2 separate regions of the Gossypium hirsutum genome follow, and region 1 is linked to region 2. A link is a contact called in public Hi-C data. All regions are on one chromosome and are shown on one strand. The core of a region is the stretch at or near the end of the contact, and the rest is flanking DNA. Distances in the headings are between cores, read along the strand shown.

What was found. Hi-C and Micro-C count contacts between places; a contact is called where the count stands out from the background.
Region 1: a contact with region 2 is called in a Hi-C map of leaf, with 1.6 times the contacts expected there. The contact joins the enhancer-like site here to the promoter of LOC107894712 in region 2. A contact is called at or near these places in 8 of 34 Hi-C or Micro-C datasets (callus and leaf).

Annotation. Positions count from the first base shown.
Region 1 is chrA13:69,154,528-69,157,626 of Gossypium_hirsutum_v2.1, forward strand. No RefSeq gene overlaps it. Among protein-coding and RNA genes, the nearest start is that of LOC107893813, 5.2 kb to the right of the region's middle. Within about 2 kb of position 1,629, at least 2 of the 9 cell types and tissues checked have an H3K27ac peak or open chromatin away from gene starts, as enhancers often do. A contact at or near this core is called in leaf, where this site is marked.
Region 2 is chrA13:68,610,881-68,614,297 of Gossypium_hirsutum_v2.1, forward strand. LOC107894712 reads left to right here and starts at 1,595. Exons shown (of 2, transcript XM_016819960.2): 1 at 1,595-1,725; 2 at 1,823-2,404. The coding sequence starts at 1,723. The coding sequence ends at 2,158. LOC121213327 (U2 spliceosomal RNA) reads right to left here; the gene lies at 3,246-3,417.

The sequences.
Region 1 (3,099 bases), core at 379-2,878, 540 kb after region 2:
AATATAATATAATATAATATAATATTAAGTATTACATATATTATTATATACATATGTATATTATTTTTACACATGTAATTATTTTTACCATACACTTGTTAAATAGGGTTTAATTTCTTATTTAGTCCCTTTACTTTTTCTTTAATCTATAATTAAACTTTCACCATTTATGCAATTTAGTTCTTATACCTAATTACCCTTAATTCATGCAAATTTACTTAACCAAAACCTAATTAAACACACAACTAACTTCGTAAATGTTTTTAATAAATATTTACGAATCTGTTTTACGAAAACAGAGACCCGAATATACACTTTCCTATTACCCATGACTATCGGGTCGTTACAAATATCTTGCCATTGGTGTCTTTATGAGGGGTGAAAAAGTAATTCAATATTTAAAAGTGCTTTTGGCTGCAAAAAAGCACCAAATTTTTGCTTTTGCATTTAACAAAAAAAGTGCTTTTGAAAAGCACAAATTCTCTCAAAAAGCAGCTTGTTCAACATTCTTGTTGCTTCAAAAGTGCTTCATATCAAAAGTGTTTCTAAAAAGCAATACTAAACACAATCTACGAGGGGAGGAAAGCAAATGGAATAAGGAGAAGAAGGAAGTTAGAGAATGTTTTACAATAAAAAATTTCTTCTTAACTTTTGGTTTGAACAAATTTTGAGCTTAGTCATCTTTTCATTGTTAGGCTTGAGCCAATACCACATTACAACCCTTGAAAATACTATTTTTGTCAAATTTGAAGACATGAGTTAGGAATATGTTTTTGGGATACATAATTCAAGTTTCTAATTGTTCAACTTCTTTAAAACAAGCTTGTAAAGTCAAAGAAGACAAGGATGGTAACATGAGTGAGATCATTTGCTAGAAGGTAGCCTTGATTGAATGTATAAGTTGACTTTTGTTAAACTAGAATTTTGAGAATGAGCGAACTACGAACTATTTGTCAGTTGTGAAATCATTATGGTAAAGAGTGATTAAATGGTTAGTTTTTGTTATCATGTGATTGTTTGAGAGGTTCATTATGGGGGGCTCTAATATTAATCTATTATACTTTGCTTTAAAAATCTTTGTTTTTTGAATCTTATCTTCTTGAAATACCTATAATGACCATATCTTAAACGTCATACTCATCCTTATATTTTCAAATTTACCCTTTTTGCAAAATTTTAAAAAATTCCTTTTGTAAAAAATGAAATTGCATATTGGTTTGATTTTATTATAAAAAGAGAAAAATGCTTTTGGTCCATACCAGTCGAATCAACCCGTTTCATCCAATTTCGATCACACCAGCCAAAACATTGTGCACCGGTTAGTGCATGAATGATATAAAATGTTATATTATTTGTAATTTTTTATCATTATGAAAATAAATAATAAAAACTTTCATTGAAAATTGTGCACAAATTGTGTTTAAATATTTTATATTTAAAATTTATTTAACATTACTAATTTGATATTTATAAATATTTTATATACATATATTAACTATTTTTTTAAAATATTGATAAATCTAAAACAATACATTGAAACCATATCAATATACACTAAGTCTAATAGAAAAACAGTGTGCCCACCTGTGCGGTATTAACTATCCTGGATAGAAACCTAGTTTTGAGGTTCACCTATGAAGGAACCTAATTTTGAGGTTCATACAAGATTTAACAATCTAGTTTTAGGTTTGCTCACGATTTAAAGGCCTAATTTTGAGGCCCATTCATCTAATGGATAGATAATTCCATCTTCCATTTAGAGGCCTAGTTTTGAGGCCCAATTAGTTAGGAGACCTAATTTTGATGTCCATTTCCATTTCGCAACCTAATTGTGAGGGCAGTTTACTTTTTCACTCAGGAACCCATTTCTTATGTCTATTTAACTCAAAACCCTAGTTGTGAGGAAAAAGGTCTAGTTGCAATTTAGAATATTTAATTAATTATGAGGTTGATTTTACATTTGGGAGCCTAGTTGTAAGGTTAGTTAACCTTTCTTTTGGGAATCCTTTTAGTTTCTTTTTTCAAAATCCAATCACAAGACTAAAATACTAATAAATGTCGAAAAAATTTTAAATTTATTAGATTAGGCCGTTTTTAGAAGAATTATAGGCATAGATTGATTTTACAAAAACGCTTACAGTCAAAAGCGTTTTCAGGTGATTTGTAGAAAAATGCTTTCAACTAGAAACGCTTGTTGCCACATCAACACTAAAAATGGCAACACTAATAACTTTTTTATTTTTTGGTGCCACCTATTAATGTGTAAATAAAATTTACAAAATAGGTTTTTATATAGACCTGGGTCCCATATCGCTTAAGAAAACAAAGGAAATGTGATTTCGAGTCTATATAAAAACCTGTTTTGTAAGATTTATTTCCACATTAATAGGTGGCACCAAAAAAAAAATTGATGCCGCCAATTTTAGTGCTGATGTGGCAAAAAGCTTTCTAGCTAGAAGCGTTTTTTTTTTCAAATCATAGTTCGACACGTTTTTCCTAGTTTCACCTCATAAATTTAGCCTATTCCTATAATTATTCCAAAAAAGGGCCTAATCTGGTAAATTTAAAAAATTTTCGGCATTTATTAATAATTTAGCCCAATCACAAGACTGTTTTCAACTTTAAAAAAAAAATTGATTTCATTTGCTATGGTTAAAAAAAAAAGTCAAAGGTGAGGTGTCTACATCTTTACATAAAAAAGGTAGTTGTATATACCTAATTTTATCGGGACTATTCAATTTGAGATTTATTGAGCTTTTAATTCATGAAATAGGAGCTCGTATGGTTTTCTAAATTAAATCAATGTTTGGAGTTGACTTTGAAGCTAGATTAATCTTAATTTAGTTTCTAAATTAAATTCAAATATGAATTCCGATTTTGAATTTGGGTCTTAGGTATATTTTAATTAGTATTGTAAGCCCAATTTTGTTGGTCCATTTCGAGATTAAGAAAAGATTTAGGCTTGCTTCGACTTTCTACCAGAGAAATGAAAAAACAGAGATTTTATGACCCAAGAAAGATTTGGGAGAAAATATATATATTACAATAACCTCTCAAGCTGATTTTATTGTGTTTGAAGCTTAGATATGTCTATCTTGT
Region 2 (3,417 bases), core at 345-2,844:
TTGTAGGAGCAATACAAAGAACATTTTTTAATTTATATAATTGATATATTCATCTCACAAAAGAATTTGAAAATAAATTATTAGCTTAAGTACTAAAAAAGCTCTTGTAGACTAATTTAAAAATCAAACTAGCCCTTAGTCGAAAAGTACAATTAATTTAGCCTTAATTGAAAGTTAGTAATCCAATTGAGCCCTTCTATTATGGCTTTCTGTCGAAGCCCATGACAGTTTACATGTTGACATGATAGATGACGTGGAAAAAAATGATGATATGACGATTAATGTGAAAAATATTGATACGAAAGGCTTAATTGATTTTTAATTATTTTAGGAGGACTTAATTGATTTTTATTTTAAGGATATAAAAATTGTGGAAAGGAAGCTTTTTCTGCCTTTTGGTGACATTTGTCTTATTTTCCACTCTATACCTCTCTACCGAGAGATCACAAACTTTCCGCGACTCAGAAAAGAAACTAGACAGTGAGTTGTATGCGCTCCTAATAACCTACATTTGTTTCTCTTAGTCTTAATTCCTTGTTTCTTAAAAATATTTAAAAAAAAAATTCAAAAACATTGTTATACTAATCAACCGATATAGAAAAAAATGTTAAACTTATCAATGTTGTTCATGGAATGAACAGTCTAAACCTTATTATCACAATGACTAAAAATAGAGAATCTAATTCCAAAAACTGAATTGAAAAGATATAGAATATTTAAATTCAGATGTCTAAGTTTATTTGCATTTAGCTTTAGTTTCACACTTTTGAAACTTCCTTTTAACATTTCAAATTATTAACAATTTAAACTAAAAAAATTTTATAATTGTTTACATGCAGTATTTATCTTATTTGGGTTTTGAATGTTTATATCTATAATCTTTATTTTAAATATGATCACATTCATTATTATTAATAAATTAATTAAATTAGTGGTTAATATTCACCTCTTTAATAAGTCTATAAAACGCGAAAGTTTAGGCATGGAACTCGCTCAAATGAATACTTTAAAAAATTAAAAAAAATAATAAAAATAATAGGAGATTTGGATAAGCATATTGTTTAGCCAATGGAGTTGGTTGGTTTGAGGTAAATCTTAGAAGGATAATTACAAAAACAGTGATTCAGATGATTAGACAAGCATGATGTTTTCCCAATCGAGTTGTATTTGGTTGAAATCTTATGCACTTCAAAGAGCTAATAAAATATATAAGCAAAAATAAAAGCGCTAATAAAATCCTATACCATATCCCTAGGCATGCTGATCATTGTAGCTTCAATGCTAGTTTTTGATAGGCTATTCCAATTTTCCCCTTTGTTATGACTCTAATATAATAGATTTTATATATGGACCATGGACTATGATTTCTAAGATTTTACATATGGACTATGGACTACAGTTTCTAAGATTTTACTTATGGACTATGGACCATGGACCATATATGGTTTGCATTTCAGTGTATGTGATGTCAACCTCCAACTATAAACCAAACTCTATCCCATTTCCCTACTTAAGCAAACCCAATGTCCTAATCATTAAATACCAAAACAGTTGATATTGAAATATAATAATAAGTTTGTTTTCAGTTTTTTTTCTTTTTTGAACAAAAACTTTATCCCATCATATGTCATAATAATTGCTTATAAGTACCAAAACCCTTTCATATTAAGTTCTTGTTCATTCTCCGCCTTCTAATTCTGTTTTTATTTACTTGTTTCTGATATGGTAAACATCCTTTCCTTTCAATCATTTCGGTCTCAAATCCTCTTCTTCATCCATCATTCACCCTTTTCTTTTTCATTTTTTTGGGCAATTGATACAGGATGCAGAGAATGTTCTTGAAGCCATGAAAGTTGAACTGGAAGGGATGCGATATGAGAATATATACATGGAAGAAAGGCTAATAGCTTTGGAAAAAGCACTCGAAGAACATAAGAGATTGCTTGCTGAGTATAAAGCCATTGTAGAATTGACTGATCATTTACTGAGTGACATTGGTGTTGATGCAGGATTTGATAACGAGAACAACGGTAGTTTTGACGAGGAAACCATCAAGAGCTTGATAGAGGAAGCTGTGAGGGACTTCACTGAAGCACTGGACAAAGCTCAATCTCGCCCGGGCCGCCCTGGGGATGGTGGTGCCGATGGCCAAGCTTAGCAGCTCAAGTGGTGTTTCAAGGTTTGGGTCAAGCTTGGGGGTTAAGTTGTGACGTTATATACTATGCTACTTTGGAAGGGTTTAAATCAATAAAATTATTAGTTTCATTTTTTAATGGCATATCCATACATATTATAAATTTATTCGTGTTATAAGTTAATTGGGTATGAACTCAATTGGGAAAAGATGAAAACACTCTCACTACTCGCATAATAAGATTAAAATTCAGACTTCTTTAATTTTTCACATTTGAATTTTTACCATTCAATCAAACTTATTTAGGTTAATTTTTTAATAAATATGTTTGTTAAATTGACATTTCCTTTTAGTGCTATTGGTATACATCCCTCTGTCAGAGGATTTATGGCACAGTTATGAAGAAGCCATCCCTTCATGGGTGTATTTGTGTTACAGGTTCCTTGAACTCATTTGCAGTGTCTGAAGTGCAAATCCTTTTGCCATTAGTATCAAATCCTAGTAACTTCGCTAGCTATGGTTCATGGAGAGATCAGAAAAAGAATTTATAAGCCAAGTTATGCTGGAAAAGTAGACCTCAATAATCATAGTTTTAATTACTAAAAGAGAGAGGTCACACTTTTGAAACTAGCAATGATTAATTAATTTTGCCTATGTTAAAACCCAAAACAGATAACACTCACACCTTATCAACTCCACTGTCAAACTGATGCAATTGTCACTCATAAAATAAACAAATGAGACTTGTGAAAAGCTTGAAATCGCTAATGGATGGTCTTTGAAGTGCAACCTTTGAAATTTCCATCTTTAATACGATAAAATTCGGATGAATTTAGTTGACTAATTTTATTGTACATGCATTCCGTATTCATATATTTTTAGGAAGTAAATAAGTTTATATCCGCTTTAAATACTCCAATGTTTGCATATCACACTATTCCAGATTGGATGGCGTATAAGTTGCTTACAGATTCCAGTTCGACTACAATTTCTTGCTTAAAACTCTTAAGTCTTATTAATAGTTCGTCTTTGATTTTTATAATAATTTTTATTAATAAAATTGCTACGCTGAAACGAATCTGGAGATGAGCAATCTCGAACTAAAAATTAGGTGAGGCGCGCCAGGCCCAAGCAGTAGTGTAACGCATTGGTGACGCTCGAGAGCCCCAGTAGCAAGCTACTGTCATGTACCTTCCCCCTCAAATAATAAATTTAATATCTTGTGAGTCGAAGGCCCACGTATCGGATATTAAACTGATAAGAACAGATACTACACTTGATCT